5 separate regions of the Mus musculus genome follow, and regions 1, 2, 3 and 5 are each linked to region 4. A link is a contact called in public Hi-C, HiChIP or PLAC-seq and promoter capture Hi-C data. All regions are on one chromosome and are shown on one strand. Each heading gives the region's core, a stretch centred on a gene start, on an enhancer-like site or on the middle of the called end of the contact. The rest is flanking DNA. Distances are from core to core; before and after follow the strand shown. Region 1 overlaps Gm39497 (a long non-coding RNA gene). Region 2 holds the start of Efhc2 (EF-hand domain (C-terminal) containing 2). Region 3 has its middle 18 kb from the start of Fundc1. Region 4 holds the start of Kdm6a (lysine (K)-specific demethylase 6A). Region 5 has its middle 40 kb from the start of Fundc1.

Evidence for each region. Promoter capture Hi-C pulls out the DNA fragments that hold promoters and counts their contacts. A called contact is a pair of places that touch in the nucleus more often than the background predicts. HiChIP or PLAC-seq counts read pairs in DNA pulled down with a chosen protein or histone mark.
Region 1: a contact with region 4 is called in a Hi-C map of uterus, with 2.4 times the contacts expected there. The contact joins the enhancer-like site here to the promoter of Kdm6a in region 4. A contact is called at or near these places in 4 of 39 promoter capture datasets (the 3T3-L1 cell line, embryonic stem cells and hippocampal neurons) and 2 of 484 Hi-C or Micro-C datasets (both in uterus).
Region 2: a contact with region 4 is called in a promoter capture Hi-C map of hippocampal neurons, with 9 times the contacts expected there. The contact joins the promoter of Efhc2 here to the promoter of Kdm6a in region 4. A contact is called at or near these places in 6 of 39 promoter capture datasets (the 3T3-L1 cell line, cranial neural crest, frontonasal cranial neural crest and 3 more) and 1 of 115 datasets of contacts at active chromatin or transcription factors (stem cell-derived neural progenitor cells).
Region 3: a promoter capture Hi-C map of the HPC-7 cell line shows a contact between it and region 4, with 2.4 times the contacts expected there. The contact joins the enhancer-like site here to the promoter of Kdm6a in region 4. A contact is called at or near these places in 15 of 39 promoter capture datasets (the 3T3-L1 cell line, 3T3-L1-derived adipocytes, the C10 cell line and 9 more) and 8 of 115 datasets of contacts at active chromatin or transcription factors (bone marrow-derived dendritic cells, differentiating embryonic stem cells, embryonic forebrain and 4 more).
Region 5: an H3K27ac HiChIP or PLAC-seq map of microglia shows a contact between it and region 4, with 6 times the contacts expected there. The contact joins the enhancer-like site here to the promoter of Kdm6a in region 4. A contact is called at or near these places in 2 of 39 promoter capture datasets (the C10 cell line and liver) and 7 of 115 datasets of contacts at active chromatin or transcription factors (bone marrow-derived dendritic cells, embryonic stem cells, epiblast stem cells and 2 more).

What each region holds. Positions count from the first base shown.
Region 1 is chrX:17,478,526-17,482,946 of GRCm38.p6, forward strand. The region is part of intron 1 of Gm39497 (a long non-coding RNA gene); the gene reads right to left. Among named protein-coding and RNA genes, the nearest start is that of Gm39497, 36 kb to the right of the region's middle. Within about 2 kb of position 2,321, at least 2 of the 459 cell types and tissues checked have an H3K27ac peak or open chromatin away from gene starts, as enhancers often do. A contact at or near this core is called in uterus, where this site is marked.
Region 2 is chrX:17,317,478-17,322,108 of GRCm38.p6, forward strand. Efhc2 (EF-hand domain (C-terminal) containing 2) reads right to left here and starts at 2,464. Exons shown (of 16, transcript NM_028916.5): 1 at 2,397-2,464; 2 at 1,765-1,891. The coding sequence starts at 1,806. The region is part of intron 2 of Gm35105 (a long non-coding RNA gene); the gene reads left to right.
Region 3 is chrX:17,588,086-17,592,479 of GRCm38.p6, forward strand. No RefSeq gene overlaps it. Among named protein-coding and RNA genes, the nearest start is that of Fundc1, 18 kb to the left of the region's middle. Within about 2 kb of position 2,971, at least 36 of the 459 cell types and tissues checked have an H3K27ac peak or open chromatin away from gene starts, as enhancers often do. A contact at or near this core is called in the HPC-7 cell line, where this site is marked.
Region 4 is chrX:18,160,225-18,165,160 of GRCm38.p6, forward strand. It overlaps Kdm6a (lysine (K)-specific demethylase 6A), which reads left to right and starts at 2,351. Exons shown (of 29, transcript NM_001310444.1): 1 at 2,351-2,948; 2 at 3,160-3,223. The coding sequence starts at 2,782.
Region 5 is chrX:17,609,862-17,614,448 of GRCm38.p6, forward strand. No RefSeq gene overlaps it. Among named protein-coding and RNA genes, the nearest start is that of Fundc1, 40 kb to the left of the region's middle. Within about 2 kb of position 3,165, at least 1 of the 459 cell types and tissues checked has an H3K27ac peak or open chromatin away from gene starts, as enhancers often do. A contact at or near this core is called in microglia, where this site is marked.

The sequences.
Region 1 (4,421 bases), core at 1,071-3,570, 680 kb before region 4:
GCAGGTATACAAAGAAGCTAGCTTTGCCTTTAACCTACACTACAGCTTCTTCCAAGTACTTAAGGAAAGCTTGTACCTGAGGCTGAAATGCAGAGTCTAAGACATTGACAGTCAGCTTTTGCTATACACAGATGATGGGCTCAAGAACCTCCCAAGAATACTAAAATCTGAGGAGGCTCAAGTCCATTATATAAAGTAATATAATGTTTGTATCCTCCTATGGATTTTGCACCATCTCTAGAGGATTTACCATTATGAATTAACATATCTGATACAAGGAGCTGAAGAGATGACTCAGCAGTTAAGAACACTCTTTGTTCTTTTAGAGGATTGGAGTTCAGTTCCCAGGATCCTTCTTCTGGTGTCTTCTGTCCTATACACACACCCGCACACACATATTTCATATAAACTCATAGTTTTATTTTAAACTCATGTTTTATTTTAAAAAGAGAATCTATTTTAAAAAGAGAATCTAGGGGCCAAAGACTCCACAAGAAATCCCACAGAATCAACCAACCTGGGATCACAGGAGTTCACAGAGACTAAATCGATAACCAGGGAGTCTACATGGGACTGACCTATGTTACAGTTTTATAGCTTGGTTTTCTTATGGAACTCCTAACTTTGGGAGCAGGAGCTGTCTCTCAGTCTTTTACCTGCTTTAGGGACCCTTTCCTCTTACTGGGCTGTTTCTTCTAGACTCAATAGGAGTTGTGCCTAGTCTTACTACAACTTTGTTTATTGATATGTCATGGTTGATTGATATCCACGGGAGGCCTACCCTTTTCTGAAGGGAAATGGAGGAAAAGTGGATGGGGGTGCATCAGAGAGGAGGTAGAAGGAAGACATGGGAGATGAGGAGGGAGGGGAACTATAATCAGGAAGTAGAAAGAAAGAAAGAAGGAAAGAAAGAAAGAGAGAGAGAGAGAGAGAGAGAGAGAGAGAGGAAGGAAGAAAGAAAGAAAGAAAGAAAGAAAGAAAGAAAGAAAGAAAGAAAGAGAGAGAGAGAAAGAAAGAAAATATATGTTACATCCAAAATAATAAAAGTATGCATCCTTTCTCTGGAAAACAAAGGAGAATCTGATACAATGGAAATGGTTGCTGATGTGTTTATAAAAAGATAAAGAGAAGGAAAATATGTTCTATGGATGTGTGGTGAGGTATGGGGGAAGGGGGTGCCTCAGTGGGCCCATGTCAAGACATCCCTTCCCCCTGAGGGACCAGCCACACTATGGTATGGTATAGAATAGGGTTTATTCAGGGCATGAAGAGGGGAGGTTAAAAGGTAGTAGAGGGAGAGACGGAAATAGAGAGACAGAGAGAGAGAGAGAGAGGGGAGAGGAGAGGAGAGGAGAGGAGAGGAGAGGAGAGGAGAGGAGAGGAGAGGAGAGGAGAGGAAGAGTAAAGGCCAGCCAATGATGAACACATGAAGAGAGAGAGAGAGAGAGAAGGGAATGGGGGGAATGGGGAGGGGGGAAGGGAAGAGCAAGAGCAAGAGCAAGAACAAGAGCAAGAGAAAGCAAGAGAGCAAGAGGGCAAGGAAAGGGCAAGCATCTCCTTTTATACTGGGTCAGGCCTACTTGGCTGTTGCCAGGTAACTGTGGGGCAGAGCATAACTGGCTGTTGCTAGATAACTGTGGATGTTAGAATGCTAACATTTGCTACAGGGAATAGTAACAAGAAAACAAAACAACAAAAATCCCTACGTGTTCACAACATTTACTATAGAGTAAATGACAATAACAGTATTGCTTTTGTCTGACTCTTTTGGATCCATGGTTAATCAAATCTGTGGTTAAAGAACCTGTAGAAACAGAGGGCCAACTGCAAGGCAATCATTTTGTCTTTCCAGCCACATAGAGCCAGTTGGTTTTGGTTCAGTCCTGTTTTGAATTCCATTTGTAAGTGGGTGGCAGCAGGAATTATGGTTATTACTGGGGTCATTTCAAGAAGTATACTGAATGTGCCAGCACTGCAAAAGTAGGTTTGCAACAACAGAAGGAAACCTGAGAGGAGGAGCAGCTCTCCCTTTCCCCACTTTTTCTCATTGACCTGTTCCGGTCTTCCTATACTAACAAAGACCCATGTCCAACAAGCGGCCCATGCCCAGTTCATCTAAGGGCTTGCCTAGGCAGCTAGACATGTTGAAGCTGGATGCTCTCTTCTAGCAAATGTTTCAGAAAACCAAGAATCTGCATGGAGAATAAATACCAACTCCTAACATGGGAAGACAGTTTCCCATTTTCTGTGAGCACAACATGAAAGGAAATAGAACATCTGGGGCAAAAGGGAGTAGGAGATTCTTAAGCAAGCTCTTTGCAGATCCTCCGTGATTGAAGATCCCAGACTGTGAACACATGGCCTCTGGTTATTTGAGTGTAGTCCAGCTTTCTAATCCCACATGGGTTTTATATTGTTTAAACTACCCAAAAGAGTCCCACACATAATACAAAACACACACATTAAAAACAAAGCCAAGGTTTGTATTTTTCCAAACCCCTCTGTTATACTTAACATCATTTAGGGAGTAGGTTCAAATTATCTCTTGCATTATAGTCTGTACTGCTGGCCTGTGCACAAATGTTGCTGTTGTATAATGAGTATGATCATGGAGCTCATTTATATGCTGATTTGTTTGGGTGGTACAAGTGGAATCTTTTGAGAAGAGAAAATTGCAGCATTTGTTTAAGGAAACTTTATATTGAGTGCTTTCACTGTTTGGAGAAAATAAGGAAATGAGGTCTGGTTTGAGCCTTTCATGTTAGACAATAGTTTAAGAACATGTCTCTGCATTTTGCAAAATAATCTACACACAAAGTATTTATCCTACCCCTCCCCCCAAGAAAAAGGAACCTCTTGTCCCCTAAACTTTACAGAACTTTCAAACACAGATTGAAAGTAAAGTATGCACCTAGGAATATTTTTTTTTCTTCTTCTTCCCTTCACCCCTCTCCTTACCCCCTCCCTCCTTTCCTTCTCCCTACCTCTCTATAAAGAACCTAAGGTCAGTACTGCCAGGGCAAATGGTCTAGAAAATAATTATTTGTAATGTCTGAGAATAGAATTAAAAGGAGTCTTACAAATAGGTTTCAATTATTTATGTGACAAATCATTGTGTAGAAAACTGAAAATGAAATTTTTTGTAGTCTCAGAAATTTGAATGTATATTCACTACCTGTAACATGAACACCTATCATTTATATATTTATAGAAGGATTATTGCTGAAGCCTCAAAGTAAGTAAGTGCTTTATCTATCTCCTGACAGCTGCCTGCAATGGATAATTTAGTTTTTTCCAATGGAGTCTCACTGGCTTGGTAAGCTACACTTAAGGCTGCTTGTCCAGAAGTAGATAGTTAATATAAAAATAGTCAATATAAAACATATTTTGGTAGATTTTTCCGACTCATATTGTTTTGTTTGAGAATATGTTTTATCTTACTAGTCTTTTGTTTGTATATTTTCTGACTTTGTGATTTTATGTTTGTGTGTGTTTCTTGCATTTTCTCTTTTTCTGTTTTGGTCTGCCTTGTTTTGTTTATTTGCCTGTTTGTTTTCTAAAGAGAGAGAAAGAAGGGGTTGGGAGGATATAGAAGGAGTTGAGGGAGGGAAAGCTGTGATCGCAGTATATTATATGAAAAAATTATTTCCAATTAAAAGAAACAAAGTAGGTATTTATCTTAATTTGGACTTCTATTGCTGTGCTGAAACACCATGACCAAAGCAACTTAAGGAGGAAAGGGTTTATTCAGGTTACACGTCCAGATCATTGGAGGAAATCAGGACAGGAACTCAAACAGGGCAAGACCTGGAGGCAAGAGCTGATGCAGAGGGGCACTGCTTGCTGACTTGCTTCCATAGCTTGCTTAATCTGCTTTTTTATAGAACCATGGAGCACCAACCCAGGTATGGCACCACCCACAATGGATTGGCCTACCCCCATTAATCACTAATTCAGAAAATGCCCTACCCCATCCCTGCATTTCTTGTAGACTGGATAAATTTTGGGTTGAAAGTTTTGTGGGTGGGTTGGTGTCCCTATTGCTCCACTGTCGTTTCTGCCTGGATACAGGAGATGGTCTCTTCAGGTTCCATGTCACCAATGCTATGAGTCAGAGCTAAGGTCACCCCCATTGATTCTTGGGAAGGTCACACTCATTGATTCTTGGGTGTCTCTCCTATCCCATGTCTCTGTCATGTCCTGGAGATGCCCACACACACCACCATACTGCCATCAGTTGCAGATTTACATTCATTCTCATGGCGATCTGGCCATCTTTTCTGTCTCTCCCAACACCTGATTCTGAACCCCTCCACATCCACCTTCCTACCCAGTTCTCTCCCTCCATCTGCCTCCTATGACTATTTTATTCCCACTTCTAAATGAGATTCAAGTTTTCTTACTTGGGCCTTCCTTCTTAT
Region 2 (4,631 bases), core at 1,214-3,713, 840 kb before region 4:
AACTAAATATAGGGATCTATATACATGACATATTCATACAATGAAACATTATCCACATGGACAAATCTCACAAATATAATGCTGAACCAAAGAAGTCACAGAACAAAAAGCACAGGATATTTCCGCATATAAAAAGTTCCAAAGAAGCCCAATCTAACAATAGCAACAAAAGTTAAAATAGTGGTTCCAGTTGGAGAATGATGTACAGGTTAAAGGGGCATGGACAGGGTCATAGAGTTCCACATAAAATGCAAGCTACTCAGTTAAAGTTGAATCTGAAACAACAAGTAATATTTTATAATAATAGGTTCAGGTAATATTCAGAACGTTTATTTTTAACTGCTACAAATGGCATGCATAGTCAAGGGGGCTGCTTTTAGAGTAGTGGTAGTATTCTATTTCTTGATGTTCATTTTGTGATCATCCACTGCACATTTTTTCTGTACATGTGTTATTCTTCCCAATAAAAAAGTTTTATAAAAAGCAAAGTACACTTAGTACTATGTTGCTGATTTTAAAATATCTCATCCAAACACTCTTTTTCCCTTCCCACCCTTAATCACTTCATGTGAGAGCTGAGATACTTCTGCAGGCAGTGGGCATCAGTAATCAGAAGCATAGATGAGCCAAAAGCTGTAGGCTCTGCTTACATATTTTATTAAAATTACTTTTGCACAGCATGCTTCTTTATTTCTGGAATGTTTTTTCATGCCCTCCTTCTTGGAGCCTTTCTTATTCTGCTGACTTAATTTTCCCAAAGAGCATCGCTTCGCTTCAGAGGCCAGCCTCTAACTTAGTCAAGAAACAAAATGCACAAGCAATTGTTCAAAGTTGAACGGACTAGCTAATGTGAGGGGTTAAAACTCAACCTTAAACAGAACATCTACAACAATACTGGCTCTTTAGGGGCAGCAACTCAGATACAGACACTTCAAAATCTGTCAATTCAGTATACTAAGTGTTTTGCAAACTTTGAGCTGAGGTTTACAAACATCTTGAGTGGCTCCATGTGAATCTTTCTCATCAGTGTATATTACCTTCTCCTAAAGACATTAGCAAACCCAAGCAAAAGGCAGTAACCCCTATCAAACAAAAGCCTGACTGGTTTTCCTCCTGTTAGGTATGTGGCTACGTAATACTGAGTTCTTTGATGTTCTAGGGGATTGTAATGTTTTGATTTTGTGCTTTCATCTTGTCCTCCAGGTTTAAGGGCCTGTCTTCCTAGTGTGGCACTAAACTTTATAGGCTAATAGAAGGCTTCCCTATCTGCCATGCTTCCTTCTGTGTTTCTTCTATTTAGTACCAACATTTGTTTTTGCACACAGTGTACTAAAGATAATAATTAGACTCGTGGGTTATAAAGACCAGCTGCCTGAAAGAAAACTACTATCACCACGAAGACCTCAGTTTCCTCAGCTGTAAATGGGAACAAAAAGATCTAATTCAAACAGCTGTTGAGAATATCCAAGGCAATTAAAGCATAGCACCCCACACACATTAAAACACTCAGTGATTCTTTTTATCATCACTGTCACCAACTACTTTGGATGCCCCTGCTACCTGTACTTCGATGTCATGTAGGAAAAGCATTCAGATGCACTTTGAGAAAAAAGGAAGAGGGAACAAGAAGTTTGAGGTGTACTCAGCACACAGGAGTAAAAGGCAGGAGCTAGCTCACAGGTAGGATCTAGTAAGATGAACACTCCCAGATCCTGTTCTAAACCCCAGGATCTGGCCAGGATCTCAGGCTTCCTGCCTACTTACATTGCGGTTAAAGCTGTTGCCAGGCAGAAACGGTAGAGCCATGGCTGTCAACGTCCGATGAGGATGCAGGGTCCAACCAAAGAGAGATGAATGCCCTCAACCGCTGCTTGTTTGACCCCTGCGTTACCTGGAGACCGGAGATAGCGTCATGGAGGGAGGAGGGGCTAAGATAGGCGGGGTAGGGTAGGGGTCTTAGGGCGGAACCATGGTCTGGGAGGGGGTGAGGCGAGACAGAGTGGAGGTGGGGACGACGGGGCGGGGTCGAGTCCGCAGGGCCCCTCCCTCCCCCTCCGCCACCCTGCTAATCTTCTTTCCCTGACCGCCCACCTGCGGAAGCTGCCTGTTTCTGACCCCACTGGTCTTCTGCGCTCACAGTGAGTGCTCGGTTTTCATTTATGCTATTTTCTGCTTTCACTCTTTTTTTTTTTTTTTTCTAGAGCTCATATCCTCCTGTGACCTTCAGCTCACGAAATCTTGACATAGCATTGTTTTGCTATTTTGTTATCAAATGTAGTTAAAATGCCCAGAAACGTACAGAAATCTGACCCTTATGAGCTTACAGAGCTGTGTTGCATTTACACCAGCCTCTATTTTTTAATTAAAGCGTTTGAGATGAATCTAAAACCACTCACCCCCTACTGGGAAACTCATTCCAAAGGTAAGCATGGCCTTCAGTTCTTCCTCTGATCCTTTCTTGTATGACCTAAGTGTGGAAAATCTAAAGTCCAATCAGCAGTGGCCAGGAGCAGGGTCAAGCAGCATAAAACACGATGTCTCGTGCCTAAAATCCTGGCACCCAGGAGGCCTGCGTTCCAAGCCAAACTAGGCGTTACTGTGAAATATGTCAAAAAACAAAACCAAAAATATCAAGACTGCTCCACCAGGCACCCAGATGCCTAGAATGAAAACCTACAGTTAACTGCCCCACAGCCCTGCTGGCTGGGCACCTTAGTGTATTTATCACTCCCTCTGCTATTTCTGTTGAGACCCCTACGTCTAATTACAGCTTGCTTTACTCTATTCCTTGGAAGTGGAGGTAAGGGCAACTGATCATGCTTATAGAGCCTCCCTTTGTCAAATTCAAACTGCAATTGTTACTCTCTGCTTTAAGAAAGGCTGCCTTCCCTTCCCCTGCAGGCCATCAAACTCCTTAGCCAGGCCTAGAGCCACTTTTCATCTGTAGTGTACTGCTTTGACCCTCCTCTCCTCTTTTCCAGCTTCAAGAAACCCCTAGCTGTTTCCACCAGGATCTTCTAGGAATTTGCAAATCACTCTGTGTTCTAGAAACACACCTGTCTTCCCATGCTTCATCAAGGCTTCATCTTTCTTGTTCCAGGATTTGGTTTAGTGTGAAAAGGAGGTACAGAAAGTTTTGCCATTGCTGGGAAATGAATGTTCCCTCAGCTTTGCCTGTACCCCTCCTCCATCTTCATTAAACATAATACACACTACTTGTGCCTTCCTCCTCCTACATGGTAATCATATATTTACTTGGATTTCTGTTAAATGCCTGAAAATTCTTTAAAGACAGAGACTGTTCTTCAACAATCTTCAACTTTATTTTCTGTGTTTATAGAGTGTATATTTTGATTTGCCTCCCACAGACTCCTTCTGTTACAGGCATGCCCTCAAATCAGAATAACTCAAGCCCCTCCTGCCTCCTCTTTTAACCTATGGTTTTTATTTTTGAGATCTTTACATGATGACACATGTGAATAACAGTTCATCCATCTAATGTGCATGCTGTGATTAGAACACAAATCTGCTGTCATCTATTGTTGACAATTACTGTTTTCATTTATTTCACTAATTATTAACACTAATACAGTGAGTGACATAAACCTCTTCTTTTGTTTGCTTTGGGGCTGTTTTGAGACAGTCTCACCACACAGCTCAAGTTGAGCTCAAACTAGGAAACTGTTACTCCTCCTGCCCCTACCTCCACAGTGTTGGGATTATAGATGTATGTCACCAAGCCCAGGTTCTCCTAAATGAGTTTGAAAATCCTTTTCTTTGTTACTTTCTAAAGTGAACTAATTTAAACATATTAGGCGTGATGGTTTGAATATGCTTAGCCCAGGGAATGGTACTATTAGGAGGTGTGGCCTTATTGGAATGGGTTTGGCCTTGTTGGAGTAGGTATATCACCATGGGGCTGGGCTTTGAGAGACTTTCATCCTAGCTGCCTGGAAATCAATCTTCTGCTAGAGGCCTTCAGATGAAGATGTCAAACTCTCAGTTCCTTCTCCTGCACTATGACTGCCTGGATGCTGCCATGCATCTGCCTTGATGATAATGGACTGAATGTCTGAACTTGTAAACCAGCCCAAATTAAATGTTGTCCTTTGTAAGACTTGCCTTTGTCATGGTGTCTCTTCGCAGTGATGGAAACCCTAACTAAGACCCTATGAGAGTTATAGCAACAGAACGGTGATATTTGGGAGGCTGAGGCAAGGGGATCACTAGTTCTAGTGAGTTTAAGGCCAGCCTAGGCTATATAGAGAGACCTTATCTCAAAACAAAAATAATGTTAACAAAAACAAACAAACAAAACAGGCTATGGATGTGGTTCAGTGTAGGATATGGTTCAGTGTAGAATGTTTGCCTAGAAATCACAAGACCACCATTAGAACATAGTACAACTAATTCCCATTTACACTTCATCAAGATTCAACTCTTTTGTCTCTTAGTATATTGGTTTTATTATTTTCTCTATATTTGAACTTTCTTACAGTAAACCTGAAGACACCATTATCTCACCTAAAATGTAAATCATGTCAGCTCTCCAAACAATGTCCTTTTGTCCAGAGTCCATTCTAACATTGTGTTTGTCTCTTAGTTCTCATGGATTGTTAGTCTCCTTTAAT
Region 3 (4,394 bases), core at 1,721-4,220, 570 kb before region 4:
GTGGTGGGAACCACCACCCCTGCATCTTTCAAGTCCTTGATAGTGGCAGATTTCTGCAATTCCCCCAGGAATACGATACTGTTTTTGATTCACTATTTTCTTTGGCAGAGGCAACTCTAAAGGCTTCCATTTGGCCTTTCCAACCATAATAGCCCTCACTTTACAGTTCAGGGAACCAATATGAGAATTCTGCCAATTTCTGACTATATCTATCCCAATTATACATTCTGGAACTGGGGAAATCACCACAGGATGTGTCCGGGGTCCTACTGGACCTACTGTGAGTCGGACATCAGTCAAAACTCCATTAATCACCTGCCCTCCATAAGCCCCTACTTTAACTGGAGGGCCACAATGTTTCTTGGGATCCCCTGGGATCAGTGTCAACTCAGAACCAGTATCCAGCAGACCCCAAAAAGTCTGATTATTTCCTTTTCCCCAGTGTACAGCTACCCTTGTAAAAGGCCATAGGTCCCTCTGGGGAAGAACTGGAGAAAGGGTAACAGCAAAACCTTTGGGTGTCTTATCAGGATCCTTCCTCAGCGGAACCTGGCCACCCCTTCATTCAAGGGGTTCCGGATCTGCAAACTGGCTCAAGTCTGGAAATTGATTCACTGGCCGAGATTGCTGTTTACCACGATCTAATGTAGCCCAGATTAAAGGTGTGTTCCACCACACATTTAATCCCAGATGAAAGGCATAGGCCAGATTAAAGGTGTGTTCCTTAAACTCGGAGATTCAATCTTCTGGAATCCATAGCCACTATGGCTCAAGATCTTCAAACCAAGATCCAGATAAGGATCTCCAAGCCTCCAGATAAGGGTCACTGGTGAGCCTTCCAATTCTGGATTGTAGTTCATTCCAAATATTGTCAAGTTGACAACCAGGAATAACCACTACAGTGATCAAGGGATACAAGTTGGAAAGGAAGAAATCAATGTATTTCTATGTGCAGATGATATGATAGTGTACATATGTGACCCTAAAAGTTTCTCTGAAGAGCTTCTACAGTTTATAAACACTTGCATCAAAGTAGCTGGATAAAAAATTAAATCACAACACCTTTCACAATAGCTTCAAATAATACAAAGCATACTGGGTATCTGTAACTAAGGAAGTGAAACACTTGTATGCTAAAAAAAAATTTCTGGATATTGTAAATCACTGTGTAATAAACACTAATATGCAATTATCCTGAACTGTTCAAGTCCTTGTCCAATGTGCCACTTCCATAATTTAGCCAGAACAAATATATATATTAGGGTTATACATAATTATGTATATCCCTTGTATTCTTGATCCCCCCCCAAGACTTTCATCATGAAGGAGTGTCGGATTTTGTCAAAGGTCTTTTCTGAATATAATGAGAAGATTATGTGGGCTTATCTTGTTTATATAATAGGCTACATTTATTGATTTTTATATATCGAACCTTTCCCCTGTCTCTGAAATGAAACCTACTTGATGAACACACACACACACACACACACACACACACACACACACATATTTGCAGAAACATTGGAAGAATACACAATACATGAACAAAGATGGCTGGGGTAGGAAAGGAACAGGGAAGACGGAGATGGGGAATTAAGATAGCTCCTTTGCGCTAGGAAGATGACTCACTCAAATCCAACGGCCTGAATTTGGTGGAGAAAAGAAATGGCTGCCAAAAGTCCTCCTCTGTGGCATATGTGCCCTCCACCCCCACAATAATAACTATAAATAGAACAAAATGTAAATGCTTCTCCTTAAGTATAGTTTTTCATATGGTTTCAGTATTCGATACTGTTAAATGTATTGCATAAGTCAAAATTTAAATAATCTTACATTCTTGAGTTACCATCAAAGAAGCTACTAATAATATTAAGAACTATGTGCAGGGAAGGGTAGAGAAACAAAGAAGACATGAGCCAAGTTATTTACTGTGAAGCTAATGAACTATATCTACAACTTCAAAATGTGGAAATAATACTTTCAGAACCAGATGTAGTTCCACACACCTATAATCCTAGTATTCAGGAGGCTGTGGCAGAAAAACTCAAGTTCCAGACAGACTAATTTGGTCTATATAGCAAGATCCTCTCTCAAGATACTAGAAGGAAAAGGGGTTGCTTAATTAATTCTTTAGGTAATATTTTCTTTGTCCTATAAGTGAGAATGTCAAGTTGCACTGGTAATTTGTATCCCTAATGTTTCTATGACATTCCTCGTTCATCAAAATATTGCCTCGCTTTGCTAAAAATGTCATCTTGTTTTTCCAGACATAGAAGAGGCATAGTGCTTTTAAAAAGTCAATGTCCCAATGACATAATTAAAAAACTTAAGCAGAATTTTTTTAGTTCTATCAAAAATCAGTAGTATTGATGTAAAAATGAAGCTTATACTGCCTCATACCTTCAAAAAAGTACAGTTCTAATTGCCTATGGTCTCAGAGAGAGACAGGGTAGGAGGGAGGGAGGGGTGGTGGGAGGGAGGAAGGGAGGGAGGGAGGGAGGGAGGGAAAGAGAGAGGCCATAGTCCCCTATTATGACCTCCAAATCTTGTAGTGTGAGTAGAACAATTCATTTTTCAAAGAAAGACACAGGAGGAAGATGAGGTTAGTAACAATGTTATCCAATTATTTCACAAAAGCAAAAAGAAAGCAGTACCCATCTCATATCAGTAAACACACTCTTATTAAAAGAGTACACAGAGAGCAAATTGTTCACATGAGTCAGATGGCAGAGTACAGGAAATAACCCCCATCAGATGCAAGCCCTTGAAGTCACACACAAAATTTGCTGCAGCACCTGGCTTATCAGAGGCTATTCAAAGCTTGTTGGCTGGTACATGGAAAAAAATCCTTCTGTGGCTTTCTTTTTTTCTGGCTATTTTTAAAAAATAACTCAGCACACTTCCTTAGGGCGACTGAAAAGCAAGCACATGGCCAGTGCAGCCAGCCCTGAGCATGTCAGGAGACTGGAAGCCTGCCAATAGCCTATTCCCTGTTGTAAGCCTTCCTGCTCATAAGCACATTTCAAAATAACATTTCTCACTCCAAAACATCTAGTGCAGCCTGACAGTTCATGGATGGGTAGAAATGGGCCTGTTCTTTGAGGGTGCTTTAGCAGCTCATCTTTTGAAAATGTTCTGAATCCTATATTCAACAGCAACAAAAAACAAAAACAAAAACAGAACAAAACAAAAAACACCCAGAACATTAAGCCCATTAAAAAAGAACAAGACAGTACAAATAAATAAGAACAATCTTAATGGCTTTTTACTATCCCCCTCAACTTACCTTGTGACATTCCACTGGGTCTTCAAGTTAATCATCCTGCTGTTTTGACTGTGCCTCTTACCTGTGCTTTCCTACTTTGGGTAAATGTTTGATTGTGACTTGGGGCTTCTATGAGGAAAAATACATACAATAACGGATGCTGATGATTTTCAATTCAATTACCAGCCACAAAGTTTCAGTTACAATTTTTGAATCAACTCTTAGAATTGCTAAACAGGACCTCAACAGGAAGCCAAGGTAAAGCTCCAGAGGTAGCTCCCCAAAGGCTTCAGCATGGCTACCAGGCTGGGAACTACAGAAGAGGATGCCCTACCCATAGCTATTCACTTCCATTGGGTTAGAACCCTTCACCGAACTGTTCTATCTTTTAAGTCCTTGTCAGTTCCACTTGGAAAGGTAAAAATGATGCAGGAAGTTTACCTACTGATTGGTATAACCTTGGGGTGTCTCTTTCACTTTTAAAAGGTATCCAGACATTGCACAGATGGAAGGTGCAGTAATGAGTGGGTCAGGGGAGACAGCTATGTAGGCTTTATTCTCTCATTTGGAAAGGTATTTTTCAAGAAAATACCCACCCCTCAGTTCTACAAGGTGCAATTAATGGAGTCCATTTATATCTTCTTATACTGAGAGAATTTTAAAAAATCATCAAAAGAATATTAGGATTTAATTTTCTTTTACTGAAACATAGGAGTATAGTTAACTTATTTTTAAAATCAGATATTCTACTTTGGTAGAAACAGAAGGAACAGGAATAAAACAAATACTAGTTCTTTTGTACAGAAAATACTTCAAATATTGATATTCAAGGTGTCTGTGATGTTTAATTTCAGTTGTCAATTTGATGAGCTCCAGAATCACCTTGGTGATGAGTTTCTGGCTGCACCTCTGGGAATTCATCTCGATTAGGTTAGTTGAAGTGTGAGCAACTGATAATTGTGAGTAGTACCCTTCCCTGGGCTGGATCCTGGACTGAATGAAAAGAAAAGGGACAAAGTACAAGCATTCGTTGATGTCTGTTTCTTTACAGCAACTGCAATGTGATTAGCTATCTCAAGCTCTTCTCTACAGTAATAGACCTAGAACTGTGAACCGAAGAAATCTGCAA
Region 4 (4,936 bases), core at 1,101-3,600:
GGTTTCCCTGTGTAGCCCTGGCTGTCCTAGAACTCACTCTGTAGTCCAAGCTGGCCTTGAACTCATAGATCCACCTGCCTCTGCCTCCCAAGTGCTGGCATTAAAGGCATGTGCCACCACTGCCCTGCCATAGTAATAATTATTATAAAACAAAATTTTTCCATTTTTGTATGTCATAAATTTAAAATTGCATTAATTTTGACAGTGACTGAGAAAGGCTCCATGCTTATTTCACATACATTTGACAGCTAAACTATGTAAATGCCAAAAAAATTACATAGACATGTAAGACTTATTTTATATGGACACTGCATGTTTGATGGAGGATAAATCCTTGTAGTTGGCCTGGTTTGGCCAGGCATGATTGTACGTGTCTATTATCCCAGAACTGAGGAGTCTGAGGCAGGAGAACACAGAGGCCAGCCTGGGCTACAGAGCAATACCCTGTTTCATAAAACCTGTGCCCCAATAAACTAGAATTACTCCACATCAAAAACAACAGCTTTGGTTTAGAGGTCACAGAGCTTGCACAAGGATCAGAACCCAGCTGTGCTAGCTAGACTCCAACCCCTCCCTATCACTTTATTTCTAAAACTCTAACCTTATTATTAAAGGGCAGGAAGGCACTCAGACATGGGTTGCTTATATCATTCTTGGAAAGGGACTAAATCAGGAACCAGTAACTTTGGGGACGTGGCCAAATACTGACAGGTTTGATTTCTGTTTGTGCAAGTGTCCATGTGGTAGTGGGGCCAAAAATCTCCCAGGTTTTGAAGGTCACCATTTGTGACATTTAACAATTCGTATGTTAATTTAGCTATAGAAAATATTCAGTCTCTGGTACTCACTCAGTCAAGTAAAATAGAACACCATAGAACATGTTTTGTAAAAGTGTAATTAAACACGAAATATAATCCATACAAAACTAGTTTATTCATCTAGTTACTAGTCTCCAGGCAACAATTTAAAGCTCTGTCTGTCTGCAAAATTAGTTGGGACTTTTATAGTCTCTCATTGAAGAACACAGCTAGGATTTACTGACTCAGCACTTATATATTCTGAAATCTAAATTTAAATATACCCTATTGATTACAGGTGTAAACTTATATAAAACATATAAAGCTTGGTTTATAAACGGATCTTTTCTTCATATAGTCCATTTACTAATATTTTCTATCCCAAAGACTGGAGGTGTGATGAGATACATCACATTATATCTGCCTTTTCAAAATAGTCGATGGAAAGTTTGGTCTATCTCCTGATTATACTATGGGTCAAACACCAGACTTATTTGTACCTGAGGGACAGAACAAGCAAATGTTACTGCTAAGGGTTTCCTATGTAGTGGAAGCAGAAAAAGGCTGGCAGGAAGCTGTGTTGAGGATTCTATTTCTCTAAGGCCAGTTCACATACAGCTCCTACTCTTCCATGGAGTACCCACTGAGATGACAGCAACAGAACCCAACATTCTGAAATCCCCCTCGACAAATTTCACTGTTTCTGTTTTTTTCTTTATAGTATAACGAATTACTGCTAGGGCGTAGGGTATATGCAAGCAGCAGGAATATCTGGCCCGAAAGTGCTGCCAACAGACAGACCTTTGGCGGTGGGGTGCGGGAGCCAGCGCGCCAGACCCCCTGCAGGCGACTGACTCTTCATTCCTCCCTGCCTGGGGTGAGTGGGCGGGGGTCGGGAGACGTTTTCCCCTTCCCCTTTTGAAAGGGTATGGGGCTTCGCGTGGCCTTGTCTAGGGCGGCGCCCAGGCTGCAGGGTATGAAGCCGGCTGCTGCTCCTCTGGCGCACTCCTCGTGGAGGCTATTATTTCTAGCAGTGCGCCTTCTTCCGAGGGCAGAGGTCTGGGGCCGAGTGTTCCCTCCCCGCGACTCAGCTGGTGTCCAGCCCTGTCGGGATCGATATTCCCGGAGTGCGCGAGCGCTAGCAGGACCACCGAAATCACAGTCTTGGCCCACCCTAGGGCTTCCGGGCAGCCAGAGGCTGTCCTAGGCTTTCTCGTTGGCGCTCGCTACAGGCGGTGCCGGACCTCGCCCAGACTGAGCACTCCCCTCCCCCCCCCGATCCCACCACGGCTCCCGAAGGGACACAGCCTGGACCCCTCCATTCTCTGCCTGTGTATTTAAGTAGCACAACCTAACCGGCTGCTCCCACTGGGTGACAACCCTACTCCGGACAGACGTGCCTATCAGCCAACCACCGACCAGAACTGGCGAGCATCCCGCTCTCGGATCTGTGGCGGCCTCGGTGGGCGGGGCTAAAGCAGCTAGCAAGTTAAGTGGAGCCACGACTGACGCGAGTCAACAAAGGTCACGTGAGGCGAGGGGCTGCTCTGGTTGGCTGCGCCGAGCGGGCTGTGAGGGGGGGGTCACGGCAGCGGCGTGGGGTTCGCTGTGTGACACAATTACAACAACTTTGTGCTGGTGCCGGGGAAGTTTGTGTCTCCTACGAATCCCCCCCAGAGCTCCCGCTCCTCGCGCGCTCCGGCCATTCCCGCCGACCCTGCCTGTGGCTGCCCCCTTCCCATCCCCGCGATGTGACCCTACAGCCGAGCCGTCGCCGCTCCGGACCCAGTGGTTCCACAGCCTCTGCTGCCTCTGCCTTCACCTCTACCGCGTTAGGATTTTTCGCTGCCGCCTCTCGCGGCAGAGGAGGAGGCAGAAATAAAGTTGGTGTGCCGGTCTTGTGCGGAGATTGGAGGCGTCCTTGCGGGCTCCGGCCCGGAGAGGGGGGGTGTCGGCGTTGGAGTTGTGAATTCGCTGCGTTTCCATGAAATCCTGCGGAGTGTCGCTCGCTACCGCCGCCGCCGCCGCCGCCGCCGCCGCTTTCGGTGATGAGGAAAAGAAAATGGCGGCGGGAAAAGCGAGCGGCGAGAGCGAGGAGGCGTCCCCCAGCCTGACAGCGGAGGAGAGGGAGGCGCTCGGCGGACTGGACAGGTACGGGGAGCGGGCACTCGCCCGGGCGGCTCGGGACAGGCTGGCGCCACTCTCCGAGGAGGCCGGAGCGCGGCTAGCCTGTGGCGGCCGTGGGGCGGGCACCTCGGCTTGGCGCTCTCGGCTCCGCTGACGCCCGGGCCTCGGGCTTTGGCACGGACGGGTCGGCGCCGATGCCGGGGCACTAACGAGCGGCGTGTGTCTTTCTCCGCAGCCGCCTTTTCGGGTTCGTGAGGTTTCATGAAGATGGCGCCAGGATGAAGGCCCTGCTGGGCAAGGTAAGGCAAACCGCGGGCCGGAGCGCGGACGCGGTCTCTCGAGCCAGAGGCGCGCTCGCCTGGGGCACCGGGGCCGGGTCACCACTCATTGTGGCCTCGAAAGACGGCCGAGGGGCTTCCGGAAAACTATTTCCTGCTACTGCGCTCCCCTCCACCCCCTGATACCTCGCTTGCTCTCTTGAGAGATCACTTCTCTTGGAGCCAGAGGACAGAGGCAGTGGCGCTTTTGGGGCCAAGCTCATGTGGGGCTTCCAAATTGACTACGATTTTACCGCCCTTGGAGGCTAGGCGGATGATCTCTGAGGTGCCTAGGGAGGGTCATGAGTTCGTAAACAGCTGTAGATTTCCTTAAATCCCCCGCTCGTTATCTTCCCTGGTTATTAAGGCTCTTTAGGCAGTCTGTTCCTGATGCCTGCTTTAGTCAAACATTTCGGGATGGCTTCTTGTCTCTGCTCCCTGAAGGGGGAAGTTGCACGTAGTTTAGGTCCGTAAAGAGTTTGCATGGGGTTATTGACTTGTATCATCATCGGTGTGTGCTTTACCTGAAGTTAGGTGATTTGTTTACTTTTTGGATCTTTCTGCCAAAGATCTACCACAGTTGTATGAGTGCGTTTTCTGGAGCTTGGTTTCCTGTGAGTCTGTCAGGAGCAGTTGGGGAGGATTCTGGGTGTAGTCTCTTGTTTATTTGTGTGCAAAGTTGTTGGTACTGTCATTTAGTTAAGTAATGGCTGCTTCTGTCCGCCCAAGATGGCGGGACAGGGTGGGAGGAGAAAGTGAGCCGGGGGAGGTTTGGGGGAGGGAGGAGAGGTAAACAGGGAAATAAATAGTATCAGAGAAGAATAGGCCTCTCCTTTGGAGTATGTAGCTCAGTAGTTAATAAAAATGATCACAGATTATTTGCATGTAGAATTTTTGTCCCCTTCTCTAGCTTTGAAATAGCGTGCATACGCCTGGTAAATGCTTATCAACCTGTAGCACATTTAGTTACCCATGGTAAGCTATTGAACAAAGGCTGGAGTCTCAGTCTGTCTACTTCAGTTTATATTTCCTGACCAAAGTGTGATTGGAATGGTAGGAGGAGGTTTTTTTGTTAGCTGGGACTCTCAAACTTGGAGTGTCTATGGTAGATGTTGCATTCATTAGACCTTTTCTTCTTTGCCGGAAATCTTTAGGTTTGATTTGATACTTTGTTAGCTCTATTGTTGCAATTGGGAAGTTTAAGAAAGGCGACTAAAGCTTAACGGCTTTAAAAAAAGTTGATTATTTTGCTCCTTACTTTTTGAATGTATTTTGGTTTGGCTGCCTTAATTGTTTTTATCTGTGATCATAATTACGTTTTTATTTTAAAGTATCAAAATATAAGAACTTGTGATTGCAGACAATGACTATAAGGCAAAACAGTCATAATCTTTTTCGGTAGGTCCATTTTCTTTGAATGGTAAGGAAATTTGAATTGAACTTTGACAGTGACGGTATTAATTTTCTTTCATTAAAATTAGCGCTGGAAAAATGTTCAGTAACTAGCTCTGGAATTATATAAATATAAATAGTTGTTAGCCCCCTCTTTTCAAGATTTTCCTCAACCTATTTGAAGTATTTTATGTACAAAGATTAGATTAATGTAAAGTTGTCATTCCAAAGATGTGTGTGTGTGTGTGTGTGTGTGTACACACACCTGTATATAGTGTTTAAATTTAAGGGCCATTTTATTTT
Region 5 (4,587 bases), core at 1,915-4,414, 550 kb before region 4:
GTAAACAAAGAACTAAGCAACATCTGCCCAGATTTCCAACTGAAGGAAGCTGTGAGGTAGTAAATGTAAGTAGTGTTAAGTAGCTTGCTTTGGGGGTGGGGGGGTGGGGGGAGCAGTGTTCTGTAGCAACAAATACCTAACACACTATCTTCATCCTGTTTTCTCCTATCCCAAGTCTAAGTACCATCATGACTTTGGTGATGTGCTTACCGGTATATACCTGTCTTAGGGTTTTACTGCTGTGAACAGACACCATGACCAAGGCAGTTCTTTTGAGGATGACATTTAATTGGGGCTGGCTTAGAGATTCAGAAGTTCAGTCCATTATCATCAAGTTGGGGGCATGGCAGTGTCCAGGCAGGCATGGTGCACGAGATGCTGAGAGTTCTATATCTTTATCAGAAGGTCGGTAGAAGACTGGCTCCCATGTGGTTAAGAGAAGTGTCTTTTTGCCCACCCCCAAAGTAACACACTTTGTCCAACAAGGCCACACCTCCTAACAGTGCCACTCCCTGGGCCAAGCACATTCAAACTACCACAATCACTTTGTAAAAGTTTTTTTTTTAGATTTATACAAATGGTATTACACTGCACATAGTATACAACTGGGATTTTCCTCTCAACACTTTATTTTTGACATGCATCCATGTGCTCCACTGAACAAACACTACATTAATTTATCCATTATATTATTGGTGGACCTTTACTTGGTGTGTGTACAGTGGTGCCTTTTCTTTCAATTTCACTTTCAGGTCAGGATTAGAACCATCCTGTTCCCTGGTGCATCCATGCTGTGTGTTCTACCTGCCTATGAGGGACTTACCAGCCTCCTCAGTTGTAAGGTCAGCTGTTGTGCTATTGCAGAGCTCACCCTCAAAAAAGCCTTATTTTATATTTCATAACTGCCCCAAATTACAAGAATAGTGGTGCTGGCGGTTCCTATAAGTCCAAGCAAATCTGTAAGTTGCTTCTTTACCTGAAAACTTAAAGGCTCTTGAAAAGAAATAATAGACTATGGTTGCTGTAGCCTATGGCAATTGATTATTATTAATCACTTACCATGATTAATTACCATGCCTAATTTACAAATTTGTGGGAAAATCCATAGTTATATATAGGATTTGGTGTTTTCCATGGCTTGGGGCTTCCGCTGAGGCTCTATTCTGCACAGGTAAGGAGGAACTACATTTGTTGGTGTCAATAACCAGATAGTCATAGTGAAAATATTTATGGCAAAATATTTTTAACCAAGGCTTGAAACAGGACCTTTATTTCCATTAAGAGTTAGTGATCACATACTTACCAGCATAATACCATATATTATGGTGACTGTTTCGATAATTTCTCTAGGTTATAGTCATAGAAGTGATCTTTTTCATATTCTGTTGGCTACTTTTCCATTATTGTAAAAGTGCCATCTTATAAAACAAGCTAATACATGGGCCTCAAAGGAACATGGTAGAATAAAATATAGCAGATATAAAGTTTTTGAAATGATTTTGATCCTTATTTTATGTATATAGGTGCTTTGCCTGCATGCATGTCTGTACAGCACTTGAATGACTAGTACCTGCATAGGCCACAAGAGGGCACCAGATCCTCTGAAATTGTAGTTACAGATGGCCTTTGTGTGCTGGTATTCAAAGCCAGGTCCTCTGAAAGAGCCATATAATGCTCTTAACTGCTGAGCCATCATTTCAGCTCCTGACGTTTTTTTTTAGTTTTTGTTTTTTACTATATGCTGTGAAATTGTTCTAGAAAGTGCTTGTGCTGTTTTATATTCACATTGTCAGTGTGGAAGTTTATTTCACCAATGCCTAATATTTAATTTTTTTTCACTAGGGGTTTGGAATGGTAGCAGTATTTAGGGTTTTTTTTTTTTTTTGTTGTTGTTAGTAACAGCCTTATGGGGACATATTTGACACATATTAGATTGCCCACTCTTAATGTGTATAAATTAGGTAAATTTTAGCATATGCATGCACAAGTACTGTAGCAAATAAAAATGAATAAACAGTAAACTGAGCTAGCAAGATAGTCCAGCAGGCTTTTGTGGCCAAGTGTGACAAACTGAGTTCAGTGCCAAGAACTTACATGAAGAGAAGAGCCAACTTCTACAAGTTGCTCTCTAACCTCTAGTTTCACACTGTGACACATGCCACATACATACATACATACATACATAGAATGCATGTAAGCAGAATGTATGTAAATATGAATTCACACACATGCATACATAGACAGTAAATTCTGTGAATTATAAACTATAAATTTCTCACAGTCTGAAAGATGGGATGTCCAAGATAAAGGCACTGGAAGAGTCCATGTCTGGTGAAGGTACATTCCTTGTAGAGTCTTCTTATTTTGGTTGTAGGAGGCTCAAGGGATTCAGTCATTTGGGGTGTATATAAGACAATGGTGTCCTTTTAGGGAAAGTTACCATGTTCATTTGAAGATCACATATGGATTAAGGAAATGTATATTGGCACCATGCTGACAAGAAGCAGACTTGTGATAGTCAGGTTCTGATTTGAAGCATTTATTTACTCATTTAATTGCAATGATACAGATTAAGTTCAGAACCTGACACATGCTAAGCAGGCATTCTGCTACAGAGGTATTTGCCCAAGAGTGAATAGTTTTAAGTTGGCTGGGTTAAGGTATAATGGGAGCTGGCAAAATTACATTTTGGTGTGTCTGTGAGGATATTCACAGAAGGAACTGTGACATGGGTCAGTTAGTTGAATATGGAAGAGCCATTTGCTTCAGTACAGTTGAGTATCAACCAACCACTGAAGTGAAAACTTGAGGGTTCTTTGGAAAGTAAGTTGTGTTATATGGTGTTTTGCTGGGGCAAACACAAGTGAAAGGATGTTCTGCTGAAGCAAGTATGTGAAAGGACACATGATGAAGGATTCATCACTAACAACACACATGTATCGGTCCACCTTACATTGAATAGTTGAGCTCCATTTGTCAGTACTCCATAAGAAAAATGAACGAAACAACTTTGAGTGGTGTGCTGCAGTTACTTGCTGCTTCCTCGGACTTGGGCTGATTGACAGAGTGACGTCAGCTGAGTCAGATGCACGTGCTGAGGCAAGGCACAGGCTTCTGCAGACCCATGGAGGACATGTGATGTTTGGAGGGAGTATAAAAGGACTTGACAGATGGTGACAGAGGCTGACTAGACTTGCTGATAGAGCTAGCTTTGGTCTCAAGCCTTCACTGATTTTCACTTCCTTGAGAGGCACACAGCCAAGAATCTCTCCTGGTGTTTCTCCAGGTCCCTTCTGCTGATTTGAGCTGAGGCTGTGACCTGGCTGTCTCTGCTAGGTAGTGCCACTGCTGTTAATTCATGTTTTCTATCCCAACTCTACTGAGCTAGACTGCTGGTGTATCCATAAAATGTTTATGAATAGATTGAGCTGCCACTGTGGACCTGTGTTGCAATAAATCTCCAACCCAAATATGCCCCAGCAATGAAAACACAATTCAATTAATATGACTACAAGCTGTGCACCTAGATTGGGCAGATCTACCACTATACTACCATCTTCCCCATCTATGAAACCCCTTATAACTTGCGGTTTCTCCAGGCGATGTGCTTCTGCTCTGCTTTCCTTCCACCTCCTCCTCTGTCCTCCTCTCCCCCTCCCCCTCCTTCTTCTCTCTCACAACTTTCAGCTCTGCCTTCCCTTCCTCTGCCCAATCACTGGCTCTACCCTTTATTTTATAAATTAAGGTGGGAAGAAAGTTTACAGGAAATCACCTGAGTGCTGGCTCATTCCTTGTTTGAAACCAGTCACAGGAGAATGGAATTAGCATCAAATTACAAATAGCCTCAGAGATATTCTCCAGGTCTCTTCTGCTGAGTTGAGGCCGTGGCCTGGCTGTCTCCACTAGGTAGTTGCCACTGCTGTTAATTCATGTTTGCTATCTTTTTATTTATTTATTTATTTATTTTTATTTTTGATGTTTTGTTCAGGAAGTTGTCTCCTGTATCAATGTGTTCAAAGCCATTCCCCACTTTCTCTACTACATTTAGTGTCTTTGGGTTTATGTTGAGGTCTTTGGTCCACATGGACTTTAGTTTTGTGCAGGGTCATAGATATGGATCTATTTGCATTCTTCTACATGCAGACATCCAATTAGAACTTGTTGAAGATGTTGTCTCTTTCCCATTATATCGTTTTGGCTTCTATGTAAAAAATCAAGTGTCCATTGGTGTGTGGGTTTATTTCTGTGTCTTTGATTCTTTTCCATTGATCAGCCTGCCTGTCTTTGTACCAATACCATGCAGTTTTATCACTATTGCTTTGTAGTAACAGCTTGAAGTCAGGGATGGTGATTCCTCCAGAAGTTCTTTTATTGTTCAGGATTGGTTTAGCTACCCTGAGTGTTTTGTTTTGTTTTGTTTTTCATTTTTTTAATTAGGTATTTTCCTCGTTTACATTTTCAATGCTATCCCAAAGTTCCCCCATACCCACCCCCCCAATCCCCTACCCACCCACTCTCCCTTTTTGGCCCTGGAGTTCCACTGTACTGGGGCATATAAAGTTTGCAAGTCCAATGGGCCTCTCTTTG